2 separate regions of the Mus musculus genome follow, and region 1 is linked to region 2. Evidence: chromatin contacts called from public HiChIP or PLAC-seq data. All regions are on one chromosome and are shown on one strand. The core of a region is the stretch at or near the end of the contact, and the rest is flanking DNA. Distances in the headings are between cores, read along the strand shown. Region 1 has its middle 22 kb from the start of 5430435K18Rik. Region 2 overlaps Stard13 (StAR-related lipid transfer (START) domain containing 13).

Evidence for each region. HiChIP or PLAC-seq counts read pairs in DNA pulled down with a chosen protein or histone mark.
Region 1: a contact with region 2 is called in an HNF4G HiChIP or PLAC-seq map of pancreatic cancer cells. The contact joins two enhancer-like sites. A contact is called at or near these places in 1 of 484 Hi-C or Micro-C datasets (the AML12 cell line), 1 of 115 datasets of contacts at active chromatin or transcription factors (pancreatic cancer cells) and 1 of 9 other capture datasets (embryonic stem cells).

What each region holds. Positions count from the first base shown.
Region 1 is chr5:151,272,818-151,275,715 of GRCm38.p6, reverse strand. It overlaps a transcript of Stard13 not described here. Among named protein-coding and RNA genes, the nearest start is that of 5430435K18Rik, 22 kb to the right of the region's middle. Within about 2 kb of position 1,260, at least 17 of the 459 cell types and tissues checked have an H3K27ac peak or open chromatin away from gene starts, as enhancers often do. A contact at or near this core is called in pancreatic cancer cells, where this site is marked.
Region 2 is chr5:151,140,948-151,143,806 of GRCm38.p6, reverse strand. The region is part of intron 1 of Stard13 (StAR-related lipid transfer (START) domain containing 13); the gene reads left to right. Among named protein-coding and RNA genes, the nearest start is that of Stard13, 48 kb to the left of the region's middle. Within about 2 kb of position 1,301, at least 151 of the 459 cell types and tissues checked have an H3K27ac peak or open chromatin away from gene starts, as enhancers often do. A contact at or near this core is called in pancreatic cancer cells, where this site is marked.

The sequences.
Region 1 (2,898 bases), core at 11-2,510, 130 kb before region 2:
TGAGCAGAGCTCTAAAGAAAGTACTGCCCTATGTTTTGAAAACACTCTCTCTCTAAAATAAATAAATAAATAAATAAATAAATAAATAAATAAATAAATAAAAAGATTTGTGCCTCTTAACTAGGAAAATAACTTTTGGATCTAGAACATTTTTTTTTCAGTAGAACATTGTTCTAGGTTGGGCTGGAGAGAGAGATTAACAATGCAGTGTACTGTGTCTACTACTCTTACAGAGGACCCATGTTCAATTCCCAGCACCTACATCAGGTGGCTCACAGCTGCTTGTAACTCCATCTCCAGGGGAATCTTGTAGAGACTTCTGCCCTCTGAAGCCACTTGCACTTGTAATATTTGCATACACACACACACACACACACACACACACACACACACCACAGAATTGAAGACTGTGGGCCTACTCAGACTTTCTCATGTGTGCAGGTAGCATGCATGCAGCCCCCCATACACCCCGTGAGTCTGACATGAGGAAGCATAATTCCTTGTATGGCAGTGCCCAGCATCTGATATCGATATTAATGTTTTCTGAGTCACAGACAATGCAAGATTTGAAGAGAAAAACAAGCTTGTTTCTGATCTGTTCCGTATCATGTTTGTGATTGGAATATTTGAGTAATGGAGAAGCCACACTTGTGTTGACATAGGAATCAGAAGTATCTACTAGTTTTCAAGAGAGACAGTACAGACCCTTTGATTTTTAGAGCAGAGATCTTGGCATCCTGTCCTTTGGCCTTAGACTTCTCCAGTATTCTGTGCAGTATTCATACGATGAAAGTTCCTTGGCTCATCCAGAAAGGTGTGTGTGTGTGTGTGTGTGTGTGTGTGTGTACATCTCTCTCTCTCTCTCTCTCTCTCTGTGTGTGTGTGTGTGTGTGTGTGTGTGTGTATGTATACACATTGGAGTCAGGCAGAGGAGAGGGGAGTGGGAAGCAAGCTGAACTTGCTCCAGCAAGCTCTCGCAGCCCCATCTTCCTCATGGCAGGCCACATGCCTCCCTGTACAGATGAGTGGTCACCATAAGAATCACAGAAGGAAATAAACACCATAACTCACCCAAAGCAGCACCTCTCCTACATGCCCATAGGGATACTCATTCTTAAAGATTGTGTACAGGGGTCTGCTTGGTTGTTGTTGTCTGTTGTCAGCACTTCCTGGAGGACGTTTGCAAACTCAGCTTGAAAATGGCCCGGTGACAGCCCCTTGTCACAGCCCTCAGCTACTGTGACTCATTCTTAGTCATGCCTGCAGGTTAAGGGGCATATCTGAGATTCTCTCTTCGGAACACTGCTGATTCCAAGTTACCACCCATGCATTCTAAACACACTCCCGTCCCAAAACATTGCTCCGTCCCTCACTCTGCCCCATACGTAGCAAAGGAGACCTTTACTTTGATCCATTCTGTTTGTTGGAGAGCACCTTTTTTGGTCTCTTGTTTTCAGAGAAAAAGACTTTAAAGGACACTGAGCCTGGAGAAAGAGTCACACCACTAAACAAACATCCCGCAACCTTCCTTTCTTTTCCTGATGCCTCGTTGACTTGTTTGTCCTGTTTTTCGCCCTCTTTGAGTTTGCTACTTACAACAGCATGCTCTGTGGTTCCTCACTTTCTTCATCTGTCTTCTGGGAAGTGCAGCAATGAGATGCCTTCCCCAGTACCTGTGATGCGCTGTATCCTTACCTCTATTTCAGCCTCTTCTGAGAGCTGCTGAGCATTGTTTGCACCAGTTATTTCACTCTTAAAGATGGAGGTTTGGGCATGCCTTGAGAGGACTCGAGGGGAACTTGCACTGGTCAGTCCTACTAATAGCACTTACAGAAAGACACTACATTAAACAAACAAACAAAAAGAACTTTGAGTGAGTCCAACATTGATTCTTTTATCCATACAGCAAGTAGAAGCTTGGTGCGTCTTAGCTTTATAAAGATGTAAAATGAATAATAATAGGTGTGGCTTTTACGGCTTGGTATCCAATGAACTGTATATTACTGAGGAAGTGTAACCTTAGGCTCCTCACACAGCAGTGGCGCTGTGAGACGAAGCCACATTGGGACACATTCTAGAATTCATGTCTGTGTTCTATCTCATTAGTGGCACGATGAAGCATAAAATATTTATTTCTAGCTTATTACCTTTCTTTTCAGAAAAAGTGCCATGGCATCTACAAGTTAATCAAAGATAAAGTATATTGTGTTGAAGTATTTTTAATATTAGCATGCACATCCATGATCTGAAAGTTTTCAGCACCACATACACAATTATTTGCCAAGCATTCCCTAAGCCCCTGGTTTCTGCCAGAATTATCCTAAAAATTATTCATTTGAAATATCATAATTTCCAAACAATCATTCTGAAGTCTACACATGCATACACAGACACAGACATACACATGTATACACACATACAAACTACATATCCTTATTTAGAAAAATCTGCCTACATTTTTATTTTTAAACTCCTTAGGATTTATTTTAACTATATGTATATGTCTAAGGGGATGTGGATGTATATACATATATGTGCAAGTATCCATAGGGTCCAGGTATGTAGCATCCGGATCTGGAGTTACAGGCAGTTGTGAGCATTCCTTCATGGCTCCTGGGGACCAAGGTCCTCTGCTAGAGCAGTTTGTGCTCTTAGCTGCTGTGCCATCTCTCCAGCCCATCCGTGCCTACATTTCCTTTTTAACTTACTATATGCACTAGGTAGTTCTTGCAGCTCCAAAGGCAGAGCTCTTACACTCTGATGGCCAGCCTAACTTCTTCCAGAAGGAAACGGATACACAGCTGGTTTGCAAAACCAGCATTAAAAGGTCATTCCTCTCAAATCTTCTTTTCTTCCTCTTCCTGGTATCATAGCCGTCGTGGTGATTGTGATCGCAGG
Region 2 (2,859 bases), core at 52-2,551:
TTTGACAGCAAGATTAACTGGAAACACAGGGTGATGTCACAACAGCAGTGACTCTTCTCACCTGGGATTGATCTGGGGACACTGATGCTCACAGTCCTGTCTGAAGAGTGAAGTCTCCAGGTCTTCGGCCATCTGCTCGCAATAATGGCAGATTCACTTTCAGATCCCATGACCTCTCAGGGTGCTCTTGCAGGGGTTCTCAAGGCCTGGGGTGAGTGCTGCTTCCCTTAGAGTGCAGGCAGGGTCACCTCAACATCTGAGGCACTCACTGGGGTTCTCTCTGCCCTGATTCTGGCAGCAGACACTCTCCAAAAGAGCCTGCCACATTGTAAACCCATTAAGGCTTGACTCCCTGGGGACAACAAAGAGAACTAACTGCCTTTTGAATGTGGGCTGTGTGGAGGGGACAGCAGTGCCTTCTGGCACCGGGGCTTGTCCTCAGGGCCAGGGTAATCTGTAGGGAAAGTTACAGGCTTCTGAGGGGATATTTTCACAGGTTCTCCAAACAAAAGGCTCTTTCTTTCCACTCTGTCCGACTCTCCTGCTAATTAACTGAGCCTAGTGGAAAGCAGGCCACTTCTGCAAAGAGACTCCTGTGCACGGGGTGCTTAGGATGTTTTTGTCTTGTTTGTCCGAGGAGGCACTGAGAAGGCCCTATTTGGGGAGCTGGTAGCAAGGCTGCCTGCAGACTGTCACAGGACACCTCATTTCTTCTAGTAATTTCCCCCATATGCACAGCCCAGCAAGCTGTGCTCGCCTGGCAGACATGGTAAGCACCTCGTCTAGGTCACTCAGTCCCCTCCTGCAATTGATTGTCCTTCACCTCAGGGACCATTCAGTCCATGTCTTCTTGGCACTCCTGGGCTGTAGCTCACTGACCTCTGTTTACTGCCCTGTTGTCGCTATTTAAGAAGTCCCTTTCCAGACCATCTGTCTTAGATTGCTATTCTGTTTACTTTCCCGCAGGCCCAGGGCCCTGTCTCTTGTATGTCTTTTGAATTCAAAATGCACTGGAGGACCGGGAAGCTCATTAGGCAAGCAATTTCTATTCCAGCGTCTGCTTAGGCAAAGTTTGCCAGAGCCTGCCAGCCTTCTGGAATTGTGGCTGAACCTTTCGAAACTTAGCTTTTAACACTGCCTTTTTTTTTTCTTCCCTTGTTTTGTAATGTTTATAACTAAGTACTATGCAGTTTGGAAAGAGTACTGAATCTTGTTTGTTTTATTCCTGTGTATGACCTTGACCATGAGGAGACATGTAAATTTGATCTGACTCTTATCAGTATTGACTCAAGATTTCTCATTTGTTTCTGTTTAGGCCGGTTTGGTTATGAGACTCGGGGTTGGGGGGGAAGCTCTTCACAGGCCTCTAGTGGACATGCAGCAGAACTGTTGAAATCTCACATTCAAATGCATTGGACCTTGGTGTGGAATTAGGCAATCGCAGAAATAACATTCTTTGTTGGTATTTCAATTAAGGATAAGTCATTGCATTTGTGTTAAAGGCAAAGGGAAGAAGAGTGACCGGAATCAAATTCGTGTTTGCCTTTGGCAGATCACTACCTAGTGGTCAACTTCTGCCGGCTCTATATTTATTTTGGCTTTTATTTGTGTGCCTATGGGTTTTGGGGCCTTCGTGCCACAGAGTGTAGCATGTGAAGGGCAGAGGGTAGCTTGCAGGAGTCCGAACTCTCCTCCTCCCTGTTCATCTCATGTGGGTTCTGAAAGAATAAAAAGGGAAAGGAATGTGCCTGATTCCAGTGAGGCATGGTGGAGGAGATGGTTCATTGTTGACATGGAAGAAGGTGGGAACATCTGGGAGGGTCCAAAGTAGACATAACCCTGAGCCATTCGAGGAGAGGGGGGAAGGGAAGAGAGAGAGGAGAGAGAGGGGAACCAGCAGCCAGGAGGCCCAAAGGTACAAAAAGAGACTAGGTAACCAAAATGGTTAGATTATATAGCGAAGGGAAGCTGGAGGAAGGGCAGCCCAGCCCAATGGGCTGGAGAATTCAGGGCAGGGGATGGAGCACACCAGCCAGCCAGGATGGCCCCTTATCTGGGAGAACCTGGAAGCCTCTCCTTTGATATGTTAAGTAGGCCCCTCTGCCATTTGTCTAGGGTTTGAAACCTAACAGTTTCCAGTCCTGGAAACAAATGCCTCTTCCCTCTGAGCCTTCACCTTCTCCTCATGCAGTTATAACTTTACCAAATACTTTCGCTAGAGCAGCCATACAGAACAATAAAGAGTCTTATTTCATCAAAGCAATTTAATTGTAACATCACCTTATCATTTCAAGTCAACTGCATTGTGAATTCATTTTGCCCAAGGTTGGTGAGGTCTTTGAAATACCTGCTATTTTAATAGATTCGTAGTCTGAATGCTTCACCTGAACTAAGCAAAAAAAAAAAAAAAAAAAAAAAAAAAATCACAAGTCCTTGTCAAGAAATATGTGAAGAATCATTATGCAGAGAGAACCCCACCCTTCCCCGACGCCTGAATCCCACTCCCCACCCCCACCCCCCACCCCACATACAGTGATTTTCCATGAGGGCTCCCTTGCCTCTTCATGCTTCTGTGCCTCGCTTTTATGTTTCCTTTGCTTGAGTAACTCCACCCTTGCACCACTTAACCCACCCAGCAAAATCCTTCATATCCTTACCCATCCAAATCAAATGTTCTTTTTTCTTTCTTTTTTTTTTCTTTTTTCCTTCTCTCTCTCTCTCTCTCTCTCTCTCTCTCTCTCTCTCTGGCAATTCTAACACACACACAGAGTAGTGGATTCTGCACCACTGCTGCCTATTCACTGTATGATAAAGTTAGTTTATAAAGAGCCTGTTTCTTTCTGAGGATGGGTCTTGGAC